5 separate regions of the Mus musculus genome follow, and regions 2, 3, 4 and 5 are each linked to region 1. Evidence: chromatin contacts called from public promoter capture Hi-C data. All regions are on one chromosome and are shown on one strand. Each heading gives the region's core, a stretch centred on a gene start, on an enhancer-like site or on the middle of the called end of the contact. The rest is flanking DNA. Distances are from core to core; before and after follow the strand shown. Region 1 holds the start of Zfp958 (zinc finger protein 958). Region 2 holds the start of Insr (insulin receptor). Region 3 holds the start of Pex11g (peroxisomal biogenesis factor 11 gamma). Region 4 holds the start of Mcoln1 (mucolipin 1). Region 5 holds the start of Camsap3 (calmodulin regulated spectrin-associated protein family, member 3).

What was found. Promoter capture Hi-C pulls out the DNA fragments that hold promoters and counts their contacts. Capture Hi-C pulls out chosen DNA fragments and counts their contacts.
Region 2: a promoter capture Hi-C map of pre-B cells shows a contact between it and region 1, with 8 times the contacts expected there. The contact joins the promoter of Insr here to the promoter of Zfp958 in region 1. A contact is called at or near these places in 3 of 39 promoter capture datasets (hippocampal neurons, liver and pre-B cells).
Region 3: a contact with region 1 is called in a promoter capture Hi-C map of liver, with 2.2 times the contacts expected there. The contact joins the promoter of Pex11g here to the promoter of Zfp958 in region 1. A contact is called at or near these places in 2 of 39 promoter capture datasets (hippocampal neurons and liver), 1 of 484 Hi-C or Micro-C datasets (B cells) and 1 of 9 other capture datasets (liver).
Region 4: a promoter capture Hi-C map of liver shows a contact between it and region 1, with 5 times the contacts expected there. The contact joins the promoter of Mcoln1 here to the promoter of Zfp958 in region 1. A contact is called at or near these places in 5 of 39 promoter capture datasets (hippocampal neurons, liver, pre-B cells and 1 more), 1 of 115 datasets of contacts at active chromatin or transcription factors (astrocytes) and 2 of 9 other capture datasets (adipose tissue and liver).
Region 5: a contact with region 1 is called in a promoter capture Hi-C map of pancreatic islet. The contact joins the promoter of Camsap3 here to the promoter of Zfp958 in region 1. A contact is called at or near these places in 2 of 39 promoter capture datasets (hippocampal neurons and stem cell-derived epiblast-like cells), 1 of 115 datasets of contacts at active chromatin or transcription factors (pancreatic cancer cells) and 1 of 9 other capture datasets (pancreatic islet).

Annotation. Positions count from the first base shown.
Region 1 is chr8:4,611,885-4,614,524 of GRCm38.p6, reverse strand. It overlaps Zfp958 (zinc finger protein 958), which reads right to left and starts at 1,355. Exons shown (of 4, transcript NM_145591.5): 1 at 1,247-1,355. The coding sequence starts at 1,249.
Region 2 is chr8:3,278,320-3,280,959 of GRCm38.p6, reverse strand. It overlaps Insr (insulin receptor), which reads left to right and starts at 1,343. Exons shown (of 21, transcript NM_010568.3): 1 at 1,343-1,931. The coding sequence starts at 1,832.
Region 3 is chr8:3,466,331-3,468,970 of GRCm38.p6, reverse strand. Pex11g (peroxisomal biogenesis factor 11 gamma) reads left to right here and starts at 1,323. Exons shown (of 5, transcript NM_026951.3): 1 at 1,323-1,399. The coding sequence starts at 1,340. It also overlaps a transcript of Tex45 not described here.
Region 4 is chr8:3,499,164-3,501,803 of GRCm38.p6, reverse strand. It overlaps Mcoln1 (mucolipin 1), which reads right to left and starts at 1,285. Exons shown (of 14, transcript NM_053177.1): 1 at 1,177-1,285. The coding sequence starts at 1,207.
Region 5 is chr8:3,586,137-3,588,776 of GRCm38.p6, reverse strand. Camsap3 (calmodulin regulated spectrin-associated protein family, member 3) reads right to left here and starts at 1,327. Exons shown (of 17, transcript NM_027171.3): 1 at 818-1,327. The coding sequence starts at 965.

The DNA of each region.
Region 1 (2,640 bases), core at 106-2,605:
GAACTCAGGACCTCTGGAAGAGCAGTCAGTGCTCTTAACCAGTTGGTTATGACCCTGTAATGCCCCCTGAGAGCAGCTTGATAGAGGCCTGTTTTTAGACCTAGTGGCTGGTTGTAAATCAGGGGAGTGTCCTTTGTTATGGTTTGGAACCATATTTCAGGACAATCCTAGTCAACAAACATGTGTATCCTAGCATCTTAATCTCTAACAGGTCTGGTTAGCATACTACTTCTCTGTAGGAAGTCTTAGCTTGATAGCCGGGCGGTGGTGGCTCACGCCTTTAATACCAGCACTTAGGAGGTAGAGGCAGGCAGATTTCTGAGTTCGAGGCCAGCCTGGTCTACAAAGTGAGTTCCAGGACAGCCAGAGCTACACAGAGAAACCCTGTCTCGAAAAAGCAAAGAAAAAAAAATTATTTGATATCACTTACTCTTTCTAAGCACTGGTAACTACTTCACATCATCTTCTACATTACAGCTAGATATTGGAGTGCTGCTACACAGCACTTGAGATACCTTGTACAACCTCCACAAGATTAACTCCAAATGGATCTTACACCTAAATGTTAAATGCTAAGAACTTGTAGAAGACACTAGAGAAACTAGGGCTATCCAAGTTTGTCTTCCTGCCAAGGATGTTTCTACACAGAAGACCCTGCTTCAAATGCACTGATCCAGCCTCCAAAGTGAAGTAATTCTGAGGCCACCACGAGGTCCAGGGAGTGACTAGAGACCAGAGGGGGTGCAACAGGCTGCCGCTTCCCACTCAGCCCCAGGAAGGACCTACCACTCCAGCTCCCAGCTGCTCAGTCGCCTGCTTCTCCCCTTTGCAGACTATGACCTTGCGCTCACAATATCAAGATTTTGGATCTTGTCTGATTTCCCCTCACAGCATCCAGCAGCAGCACACAGAGCACAGCACACCAGATCAGTCAAACCTGCTCAGCTACAGAACGGAACCTGCAGCAGGGCACCCCGGGGGAGCTGGGGGGGGGGGGGAGACCCTCCTCCTCTTCTGACTGGCAGGTGTGCCTGCAGGCCCTGATTGACCAACAAGTCTTGAACATCTTGAGTACCTCCGTTAGGGTTGGAGCGTGCTGAAGTGTCCAGGGCCAGACCATTTCCAGATATACAAAGATCCGCATTTCCAAAGTCCTTGTGCCTTCCCACCCAGCCTCTGGGGAGGACCCACCACTCTCACTCCGGCTGCTCTTCCCCTTGCCGTGGGGAAGTGACCCTGCTCTCACCATGCCGTGACTGCAGAGCTTGCCTGAGCTCTCCTAGCCGCACCAAACAGCAGTACACAGAGCACGTCACACGGAACCGTTCGAGCTTCTCAGCGGCGGAGCTGGACTTGCAGTATGGCACCCGGAAGAACCCGCCTCTTCTGACTGAGAGGCCTTCCTGGAGAACCTGATTGGCCAATGAGTCTTGAGTGACAGGAACACATCCCTTTGGGTTAGAGTGTGTTAAAGAGACAGAGCATAGTGGTTCCTGGGCCAGGCTTCCACGCCGAGGACCGACCTTTCCCAGATATGCAGAGATTCGCATTTCAATAGCACTTTTTCTTGTCCTCCAATAGCTACCACAGCCAGCCCTTAGGGAGGCCCTGCCACGGACCACCCCAGTCGGGTATGAGGGTTCCTGGGAAGAGGATCCTCGAAGGCTAGGTGGGTAAGGATTTGGCGGTGACAAAACAAACACAGAGGCAGTTTGAATCTGAATATATTTTGCAGTCCTCATGCAAGGGTTTTTATGCATAAAGAAACAAATATTACAACTCTGAGCAGATGTGTTCAGTGAAGCAGTCAGATAGAACATATATCATCATAGTCATTTGGCACAATAAAATACAGAATCATCCAAGAATTACAACTTCTCAAAAAGTGTGTTCATTGACGCAATCACGGATAGAACAGGTAATGAAAGAACTCAGTGGGGAAACCCCCACTCAGCTCCCGATTCGGCGTGCACCCAAGAATCGCGAATAGAACACAACACCTTGATGTAACAACAAGAGGTTTTTTAATGGCGGAGCTCCGGGTCGAAACGTATCTCACACAACAGGAGACAGTGGATTCGACCACGAGGCTTGGAAGCTAGGGGTTTTTATAGAAAAGGAGTGGGGCTGGGGGAGGAATTGGCGCGGTTTCACATGATTGGTCCATTTAAACATCAGCAGCCTGTAACATTTAACTTAGGTCAGAGGGGTGGGAGCTAGGGAGGCGATGGGCTTGCCCGGGCATGTCCTGGTCTGTTCTGCTGTGTTCTCAGCCCCAGGTTTCAAAGCTCACAAACAACTCTTTGGGCTATTTAACATACATTACATGAATTACAGTTTTATTTCCTTTCAGTAACATCATTGTTATTTGGCACAATAAAAATCATCTAAGGCTAGTGGCAAATTTCCAAGAAGAAATTAATACATTTTTAAGGTCAGTTATTGTTTAACATTTAGTACCTGATTTTTTGTAAATCTTCAAAGCATAAATTTAAACTATTTTAATTCTTTTTATTTAAAGGCTTCCTTAAACAATTTACCAAAGCCTACTTCCGATGATGTAAGACCCCGAGCAGTGACAGTAGGGGGCTTTTAACAGCTAGCTGAGGAATTGGGAGGAGTTTGGAGGAGAGTTGAGAG
Region 2 (2,640 bases), core at 94-2,593, 1.3 Mb after region 1:
ATGTGTGTGTGTGGTGTGGTGTGCTAGGCCAAAGGTTGACCTTAAGTGTCTTTCTCTATTGCTTGCCACTTTACTTTTATTTTTACCTTTTTTTTTACAGATATTGTCAAACCCATTGCACAGACCAGCAGCCACAGTCCGGGTCTGAGTGAACATGTGAAGCAAAGGATAGAGGACTCTGTACTGCACATATTCCTAAGGCACCGACAGGGTTAGCGCCTCATGATGTGGTTGAGCAGGGCTGCTAGTGAATGGCTTTCTTAGACATACAGCCACCTACTGGTATGTGTGTTGAAAATGGAGTTATGTCTGCTCTGATCCTATATGAAGTTTCTAACGTGTTTCTAGAAGCCTTGTTATGTTCTTCTAGAGTCATTTCCTTATTGATTTCTGCTGGAATTCAGTGCTGGGTGGAGGGGGCGCAGGCCAGGGAATACAGGCTGCCTGCATTGTGGACACGTGGCTGTGGCCTGGAAGCTGGTGCCTCCAAGCTGCTGGGCGGGAGCTCACTGGGGAGGGAACTTGTTGGGCGCCTACTAGCTCCTCGAGAGAGCCAGGGTTGGGAGAATCTCGTAAGACATTGGTAGCATAGGCTGTAAAGAAAAACAGAATCAAAGGTAAAGAATTAAAGTGAATTCCCCACGGGAGTCAAAAAAATAGTAAAAAGGAGTAAAGAAAGACAAAATGTGCTTGGTTGAATCTGGCATCTAGGGGCATATTGGGGTGTTTATGTCCTGGGGTATCTGGCGGCATTTCCAGACTTTAAAATTGTTATTTCGGGGTAATTTGGGGTGTCTAGATCTGGCGGAGATCTAGAGTGTGCTCCAGACCTTTAAATTGGAACCTCGGTGTTACTTGTGTTTGCTGCAGTCAGGAGGGGACCTGGGGGCGTCCCTAGGCTTTTAAACTGGAACCTCAGGCCTGTTTAGTGGTTTTCGAGTCAGGCGGGGATCTGGGGACCCCTAGGTTTTAAAATCGGAACTTTGGGACTCTTTGGGGGCGTTCGTGTCAGGTGCGGATATGGGCAGCTCCGGACGTTTGACAGGTGAGTCTTAGAGTTGTTTGGGTGTTTATGTTACACTGGTATCTGAGAACGCTTACAAGCTTTTAAATCGTAATCTTTCTAAGCCAGCAGTTCGGGGTGTTGGGATTGGAAGAATCTGAAGTGAGCCTCGGGTCTCTGAAGTTGCGGGTTTTACGGGGCAAGGGGGCAAAGGGGCCGAGGAGGCGAGGAGGCGAGGAGGCGTGGCGTTGCCAGCTCTGGCCACGCCTCCCCGAGCTCTGCTGGCTTTCTCCCCCTCCCCCCCCAGCGGGCCTCACTGGAGCGCACAGTCCCTTCCCTGTCTTAATCCGCGCCACCTTTTCCCTTGGCCCGCGCGGGCCCAGCTGACGGGCTGCGTTGTTTACGGGCTGGAGTCGAGCCCTAGCTCCCGCCGCCACCACCAGCCCAGGTGCCCTCCAGTGCGCGCGTCCCTCTGTCTCAGACTCCACACAACGCGACCCACCCAGAGCTGCACGGAGGGCAGAAGCAGGAGACCCGGACAGGAGACGCACCGCGGTGAGCTCTGGACTCTGGGATTGCGGGCACGGGACCGGGCCTGGGTGACCTGCGGGCCGCGCCACGGTGTTGCTTGCGGCCGAGGCCTCTGTGCTCTTCCCGGGACTGTCCCCAGGGCCCTCTAGGCTGGAGAGCTGCGGCCTGTGAGCCACGGGCGTGGAAGAGAAGGACGTGCGGCCCCGAGCGCCTCTCCAGAGACCTTCTCACGGAGTATGTCCCCAGTAGGCCGGCGTGGCGTGCTCTGATCGCCGGGGTCCCAGCACTCCTACTGCTATGGGCTTCGGGAGAGGATGTGAGACGACGGCTGTGCCATTGCTGGTGGCCGTGGCCGCGTTGCTGGTGGGCACAGCCGGCCACCTGTACCCTGGAGAGGGTAAGTCTGGGACAAGAGGCGATCACAGTATGTCGGGGACACTTCTCCCACCGCCCCAGCCAATCTAGAACCCTCACCCTAAGGAGTGAGGGTCGGGGACACCCCTCTCCACCGCCACAGCCAACCTAGAGAATTCTCCCTTTGGGCTGAGTAATGGGGACAACCCTTCCCATTGCTCCATACAACTTAGAGCCCCCCAGGCCCCACCAAGGAGTCAGGGTTACAGACACCCATTTCACCACTCCAGCAATATAGTCCTTTCACGAGAGTTGTGGACATTTCTCGTTCTTCTTCCATCAACCTAGAGCCCCCTCTCCACGGACTGAAGGTTGAAGACTCCCGTAGCGTCCTTGTGTCTATGAAGAGTCCCCTCCCTATAGTGATCATCTTTACACTGGGGAAGGGGAAGAGTGGGTTTGGTGGCCCTGGCCCTGCGTGAAACCCCGGCTGACCTTGGCCTTTGCTCACTGGGCTTGTGGCTCTGTACCCCGCGTGTGTCCATCTCGGGTCTGAGGAACCTTGCCCCAGTGCCCGCCCAGGCTTCGGGTGTCTGTCCCCAGTGCACCTCTCAACTGTGTCTGTTCTTTTCTCTAACCCCAAATCTGTCCTCTGAGGCTCTTTGAGGTTGCTTTAAGTAAGTATGGTTACTGGGTTGCAACAGATTCAGACATCTGAGCAGTTTAAACCCAAAGCCAGGGGTATCCTCTTC
Region 3 (2,640 bases), core at 74-2,573, 1.1 Mb after region 1:
AATACTGTTCTGGGGTCTGTGAATGTGGCTCAGTATAGAACATTAGCTTACCATGCAGAGAGCTCTGGGTTCCATCCCAGCACCACACAAACCAGACTTGGTGGCACACACCTGTCATGCCAGCACTTCTGAGGTTGAGGCAGGAGGACCAGGAGGAGTCCAAGGCCAGTCTTGGCTACAAATTAATTCAGTTGGAGCCCAGCTTGGACTACATAAGATCTTGTTTCAAAACAAATACTCAAAATACTTGTGTCTTCACTCCTCCAAACACAACAAAAAAACAAAACAAAACAAAGCAAAACAAAACAAAACACAGCTGGTTAAGGTGAATTCTCTGGGTGCCCTGCTCAGGTAGATATGGATCAAACACCTTTAGCGATCAACTTTTGTCCTTCCTGGAAGGAAGAGTGGAAGAGAACTTTGACTATTTTGTAGTTGTTTTTACACACACGCGCATGTGCACCACACCATAACTGTGGAGGTTAGAGGACAGCTAGCACCAGAGTGGGTTCTTACTTTCAACTATGCCAGTCCCAAGGATGGAACTCATGTCTTCAGGCTTGACCTACATGCGCCTCTACCAACTGTGCCATCCTGCTGGCCCAGAGCTCCCTATGTAGATCTGGCTAGCCTGGAACTCACGGAGAACCTCTGCCCCCTGAATGCTGGGATTAAAGGTACTTGTTCCCTGCCGAGCTCATTTTTCTTCTAAAGGTGCCTTTTAGCCAGGTAACTAATGATATCTAATATAACATATCTAATGATGTCTTGGAGCCTTGTGCCACATGCCTATCATCCAGCATTTGGGAGACTAAATAAGGAGTGTAAGGCCAGTTTGAGCACATGGTGAGTTCAAAGATAGCGTGAACTAAATGAAATCCTCAAAAAAAAAAAAAAAAAAAAAGAAAGAAATCTAATCACCCCTCAAAGAAAGTGAAAATCAAGATGCCTTGTGAGAGTACACCAGTCACAGATGCTCAGAACAGACAAACTGATAAAGCAGGTACATGAAGCCCACAAGTGAAGCTTTTGATTGTCCCCACTCCCCGCTCCCCCCCCCCCCCGCCCGTAGGCAATGAATTAATTTTTGAAACATTTTGCTTGCGGAGTTGCCTAAGCAGCGGTGGAGCGAATTTCAACAGGCTTAGAAGGTCATTCTGGGTGTCCGTGGGCAGGGAGGACAGACGTGGCAGTAATACATTTGCAAACTGGGTTCGGGCTAGCACGCCTACAAGGTAGCAGTACTCGGACAAAGGGCAGGCAGTTGCGCCTGCGCGGACCTTCGGACCTTTCCAAAGGAGTTTGACCCCGCCCTGGGTGACGTCACGACCGAGTTGCCATGGCTCTGCTGAACCGTCTGGCTTCCGCGCTGGAGTCCCACCGGGTCCGGGACCGCCTGGTGAGAGGAAGTCTGGGGCCTTGGCGGGACCGGAGTGACCTGGAGTTTGGTCAGGTCTCAGAGATGAGGAAAACAGGCCAGAGAGGGGGTCCTAAAGGGACCGGTGTCTTACATGACAGCAGGCTGTCGGCAGGCTGGTGTCTTACCTGAGAACTTCCTACCTCAGCCTCCCGAATTGCTGGGATTACAGGTGTGTGCCATCACACACAGCTTGAAACTAATCATTTCTGATAAGCAAGTGAAATAATAAAAGATCTGGGACTGTAGCCCACTGCATTCCTAGCATAGACGAAACCTTTAGGTCCTTCCTCAGCACCGCACAAACCAGATATATTGGCACAAGCCAGTGATCTCGGCACTTCTAATGGAAAGATCAGGAGTTCAAGGCCAGCCTGGGCTACAGGATACCCTGTCTCAAAACAAAAGAAACAAAGATACAAGGGCGGTGAGCCTGCTAAATTTCCGTGTTCTAAGTGTCTTACTGAATGGCCCCTCTCTAAAGTCTTCCAAGCAAATGGCTATTTTGCCACCTAGACTGCTTTTTCAGTCCTGCTAAAGGCAGAGCTAGGCGGAAGAGCCTTATGCCCCTGCCTGTGGGCAAAGGAGAGCCCAGGAGGTGGGAAATAGTTTTGTTTTCTGTCATTTCAACCATTGGTGAGCAAGCTAGCACTCTAATGGGACTCCCCATGGCAACTCTTCCCCCCCTCCCCTTCCCCTCTCCTCTCTTCCCCTCTTCTTTCTTTGTTGAAACAGGACCTTGTTATGAAGTTCTGGTTGCCTATAACTTACCTTGTAGTCCAGGCTGACCCTGAACTTTCTTGTCCTTATGCCTCAGCTCCCCAAATACTGGCTGGGATGACAGGTGTGCCTCACCACACCCGGCTATGTGGCACTTTTTGGATTTTGATGTCAAGCTCTCCTCTTAACTTCTGCCTTGCCTGGGATGTTGGCTCAATTGGTAGAGTGCTTGTGCATTGTGCACGATTTGGTCTCAGTCTCAAGTACACCAGATGCTTGTACACCTCTCATTCCAGAGTTTGGGAGGTGGAAACAGGAGGATCAGGAATTCTAATCATGACCACGGTGTCTGGTTAGCCTGGGCTACGGAGACCCCGTCTCAAATTAACAAATTAGAATAATGTTACATCTTTTAAAAAAGGAAGAGAGAACGAAAGAAGCTTTCAGTTTTAGCCAGATTAAGTGCCCCATGCTTGTTATTACAGCCTTGCGGATGCTGAGGC
Region 4 (2,640 bases), core at 36-2,535, 1.1 Mb after region 1:
AAAACAGACAAAAACAAAAGTAAAAGAAGTTCAGGGTCTATAGACTAAGAACCTGATCCAAACAAAACCAAACTACCGCTAACAAAAGCTCGGGCTTCAAATACTGTCCTAATGGAAGAAACTAGCTAGCTGGCTGGCTGGCTGGCTGGCGCCTGTTTACAAACTGAGAAGAGACTAGGTTGGGGAAGGCAATACTCTCACAGGTCACAAACAACCCTGGAAAGAAATGTTTCGTAATAACAATAATACAGCCATCCATGGTGATACATGCTTAGAATCCCAGCACAAGGGAGGTGGAGGCTGGGATTATCAGGAGTCCTGCCCTCTTAAACTGGAGAATCTTAAGCCCACCCACTGTCCAAGTTCTTTGGACGCTCTATCTCTCTCTCATAAGGCAACTAAGTTTGTACTGGCCTTTAGAATTGTCATCAACAATAAGCTCTCTGCAGAGGTTTTAAAGGCTGGGACCTGCCCACTGGTTCTGAGAACCAACTGCCCATCTCTCCTCCATAAGTCTGCACCACACTTTAAAGGGAAAAATGGAGAGCTTGGAGAAAGAGGCTGGGGAAGTGGTGTCCACCCACCACCCAGTTCTAGGAACTGTAGACCCTCAGTGCTTGAGGCCAAGAGTTGCTGGTACCTGTACTACCTGAGTTCTGGGTACTATGCAAGCTGTTCACCTGAGGTTAGAGATGTTGTTGGTACACACCCACCACCCAGGTTCTAGGATGCTACTGTCTATCTCTCTCATATGAGGACTTGAAAAACTTGAGAACTGGAAGCCCAGGTTCTGGGAGCCATCTACCCATCTCTCCCCTATGGAGCATCTGAGAAGTCCGCACTGGAATTGACGAACGGGAAGTTGGGCGCTTGACGTCCAAGGTCGGAGGTGTCGCTGTGCACCCACTGCCCAGATTCTAGGAGGAATCATTCGTCAATCTCCCATAGGAACACTGAGAAGTCCGCCCTGAAAGTCAGAACACTAAGCTGGACGCTCGATGCCCACCCGCCGCCCAGATTCTAGGATCGGTAGAAGCTCTCCGCCTGAGGTAGGAGATGCTGGCCCGCCCGCCGCCCAGGTTCTAGAAGCCGAAAGCCCATCTTCCAGTATTGGACTGCAGCGGAAGTCACCCGAGGTCGCTGAGCTGGGCGCGCCCTCCCGCCGCCCGCGCTCACCTGAGGCGCGCCGGCCCGCCGGGGTGGCCATGGCCGCAGGGTGAGCGCGAGACGCGGGTGGGTCCCAGCGCGCGCCGCGGTCACTGCAGCCTCGCTCCCTCCCGGCGCCGCTTCAAACCCTCCCGCATCAGCTGACATGCGCCGCGGTCACGTGAGCGGGGCGCCTGAACTGAACACGTGACAAGCGCGACCCTTTCTAAGGGGCGGGGCAGAGCCTCCCAGCAGTGCGCATGCGCCCCTCGCTGGCCGCTTGTGGACTAAAAATAGTCGCGCGGTCCTAGTGCCGATAGCAACTCTAACAAAAGGTCTGAGGGACCCACTGGCTTCTAGGTGTGGCGGGAACTGGATCCGATCTGGCTCGGCGACAGCCTTGTAACTTCTGAGTCCAGAGCTTCACCTGTTACCCTCAGTAGTGTCCGGCGATGATCCGGCGTCCTAAGCCGAAAATATCCGCCCCTCTACTCCCAGAAACCTTTTCTGTCTCCCATCTGAGCTACAAGCAAACCGTTTCCTAAACCAAATAGAACCGTATTTTAACAGTCCAAAGACTTTCTGCGCTACTGCAACAGCCTCAGTCCTATCTTTTACAGCCAGTCTCCTCCTACGGAGAGTCCAGGACCTCCAAAGAATTTCCACCTTCTAGAACCTCCTGGTGACTTCCCAAGGCTTTGCAACGACCAGAAAACTTCCCACTTAAACTGACCGCTGGTCTGCCATTCACCTCTTTATGGCAGTCTTGCTTGGAACTTGATAGTTAAAAACGCAGCTCTGCAAGGAAGACAATTTGAGTGTAAATCTAACCATCACTTCAAAACTTTCCACCGTGCCTTAAATTGTGAGCTAATTTCTATTTATTTATTTATTTATTTATTTTGGTTTTTCGAGACAGGGTTTCTCTGTAATAGTTCTAGCTGTCCTGGAACTCACTCTGTAGACCAGGCTGGCCTCGAACTCAGAAATCCGCCTGCCTCTGCCTCCCAAGTGCTGGGATTAAAGGCACGCACTACCACTGCCTGGCCCTTTTATTATTAATAATAATCAATTGAAATTTTCTTGTTCTTTGCAAAACGGGATTCACCCAGGATTACCTGCCTCCCAGAGCTGTACAAAGGATTCAATGAAATAATTCAGACCATCTCACAGTACTGGGGATGTAGCCCAGTTGATAGGGTGCTTGCTCAGCAGGCACAAACTGGGATCAGTCCCCAGCGCTGTGGAAACATGGCATGATGGCCCTTGCAGTCCAATAACATTGGTAAGTATTATAATACTTTCTCAAAAGCCAGGCATTGAGGCTAGGGAGATGGCTCGGTGCAATAGTCAGGGAGGTGGTTCACTGGCTCAGGTGCTTGCCATGAAAGCATGAAGATCTGAATTCAGATCCCTAGAATTTGTGTAAAAACTAAGGCCTGGTACCTGTAATCCCAGCATTGTGGAGGCAGAGATGAGAGGATCCCTGGGGCC
Region 5 (2,640 bases), core at 78-2,577, 1.0 Mb after region 1:
ATGGCCCTAGTCCTTCAGGCCTGTGGGCATGCGGAAGGGAGGAGAAAAGGGGTGGCTTCAATAAGAGAAGGCCTGGCCGCCCGAGCTGCCACCCTAGAACAGCTGGTGAATGAGCCATTTATGCCTACCTGAATCCTCAGGAAAATGTGGCAATAAGTCACAACTGCCAGCCTTTACGGGGCCATCGAGACGAAAGAGTGGTCCCAGACACACCACACACACACACACACACACACACACACACACACACACACACGCTGGCCACCGGCAAGGCAGGGTTTGTGTCCCAGTCACTGAGCTGTAGCTCTGATCTCTTAAAACGCTCCTTGCGGGGTCCAAGCCACCGCGTACACGTTGTGAGGGTAGATAGGGAAGGTGGGGGTAGGAGGAACCATCACAGGCTTCTGATGTGTGTGAAAGGGGAGTTGGCCATGCAGTTAGGCCCTGGGGTCTGAGGAGTGGGGTGGGAGGCGGGAAGCAGAGGACTACCAGGAGACCCTTCCCCCACCACACACAAAATTGGTCTGCAGACCCCACCCCTGCTCACCTGGGGGCTCTGATCCCGGGGTCCCAAGGCGCACAGCCTCTTGGCGGGCCCCACCCCCGACTGCGTTCCAGCGACCCGGGCGGGCAAAGTCCAAGGGCCCCGTCCGAGCAGGAAGCTTGGAGGCCCAGCTTAGCAAAGACCAAAAGCTCGGGGACCCTAGGCAGCCCCGAAGCTATTGTTCCCACGGCCCCGGCTTGGCGCCCCGCCCCCCGCACCTGCCGCGCCCCAGCCTGGCTCCCCCGGTCCCCTCCCCAAAGGCCCTCGGGTTACCTGCTCCCCCGAATGCGGCCCGCAGCACCCACGCCAGACTCGCCGCCGCCTTGGCTCGAGAGAAATCGTACTGGTCCAAAGACTTGATCTCGGGGACCAGGAAAGTCCTCCGCAGTGGCCCGGACCCTGCGGGCGCCGCTTCCACCATGGCGACGCCGGGGTTACGGCCGCCCGGGTCCGCGCGCTCTGATGGGCTGGGCTGCGTGCGCTGCGCTGCGCTGCGCTGCTGCCGAGCCTCCGCCACCCCGAATCGGGTTGCCGCCGCGGCTGCTGCTGTTACTAATAAAGCTGCTGAGGCGCCGCTGAACCAGGTGCGGTCGAGCGCGCTGGCGACGCGGCGTCGACCCCGCCCCAAGGCGGAACCCAGGTGCGCCCCGCCCCCAGATTGGACTCAGTTCTCTCTGGCTCCTGGGTCCACATGGGTCCCCACTGACATTAAAGCTTCCATAGGTCCTCCTGCTGCAAAGGGCGGCAGTGATGGCGGATGAGGGAAGGGCTGCAGAAGAACGCATGTCCCTGTATGCGTTCTCGTGTGTGTGTGTGTGTGTGTGTGTGTGTGTGTGTGTGTGTGTGCGCGCGCGCGCGTGTGTTCCTGCTCACTCCCGGACCCTGGAGAGGCTTAGGGACCCTTTGTCATGGATGTCCATGTAGGCTTTTGATCCCACACATATGCAGGTGGAGTTCACATATGCATATGGAGTTTGTGGCTATTACTATACAGTAAGTTCTAGGCCAACCAGGGCTACACAGCAAGACTCTGTCCTAGTTTAAAAAGAAAATGAATGTGTTTGTATCCACTTGCTTGAGAGTACCTGTGAACATCTCTGTCTATAGGTATCTAGATTTGTGATGTCATCTGTTTGTGAAGGTGACTGTTTCAAACCTGTTGTGGTACAATGGTTTGTATTAAGTGGCTAGGGTTGTGCCCTAGTTGACAGAGTCCTTATCTGGTATGTACAAAACCTTCTCCTCCATCCCAAGCACCAAATAAGCTAGGGATGGTGGTAGGTACATGCCTAGAATCATGGCACTTGGGAAGTGGGAAGAAGAGAATTTTTGTAAGTTCAAGGTGATCCTGGGATACATGAGATAAATAAGTAAAATCAAAGAATTGTGTTGTACAACCTTCTGTGTTCTAAGATTGGAAATGAAGGAAGAGAAAGAGCGGGGGGAGAAAGAATGATGTGAGTCTAAACACATCTATCATATAAGGGTGTAATTGTTGACTCTGTCAGGGCAGGAAGATGGCAGAGATACCAAGTGGGTGTATTTAGGCAGGAGAAAAGCTGTGTATGTGAGATTAGCTCTGTAGGGTTACTAGGTGGATTGCAAATGTCCTGATGTGTACCTTTGATATCTGCAGTATTTGTTGAAGAAAGCCTCTGACTAGATGTAGGTAAGGGTCTGAGAGGATCTGTGTGTTTGCGGGTGTGGTTGTGTGCATGGGGCTTTCTGTGTGTGACTAATGATGTGTAGGTGCATACTTTTTTTTTTTTTTTTTGGTATAAACAGTCTTTTGTGTGTGTGTGTGTTTTCAGGTTCAGCATTCCCAGCTCCATAATACAAATCTATTTATCTACAGAACTGGGTTGGAACACTCACTGTTTGGGGGCCTGTGTTACAGGTGGCTTGAGTGAGGTGAGGCAGAACCTAAGGGACTCCCCTCTGTTGACTAGATGGATCTTAGAAAAAGGCTGGCAGCTATGATTTTATTTTTTTTATTATTTATTTATTTATTTTGGTTTTTCCAGACAGGGTTTCCCTGTGTAACCCTGACTGTCCTGGAATTGACTCTGTAGATCAGGCTGGCCTCAAACTCAGAA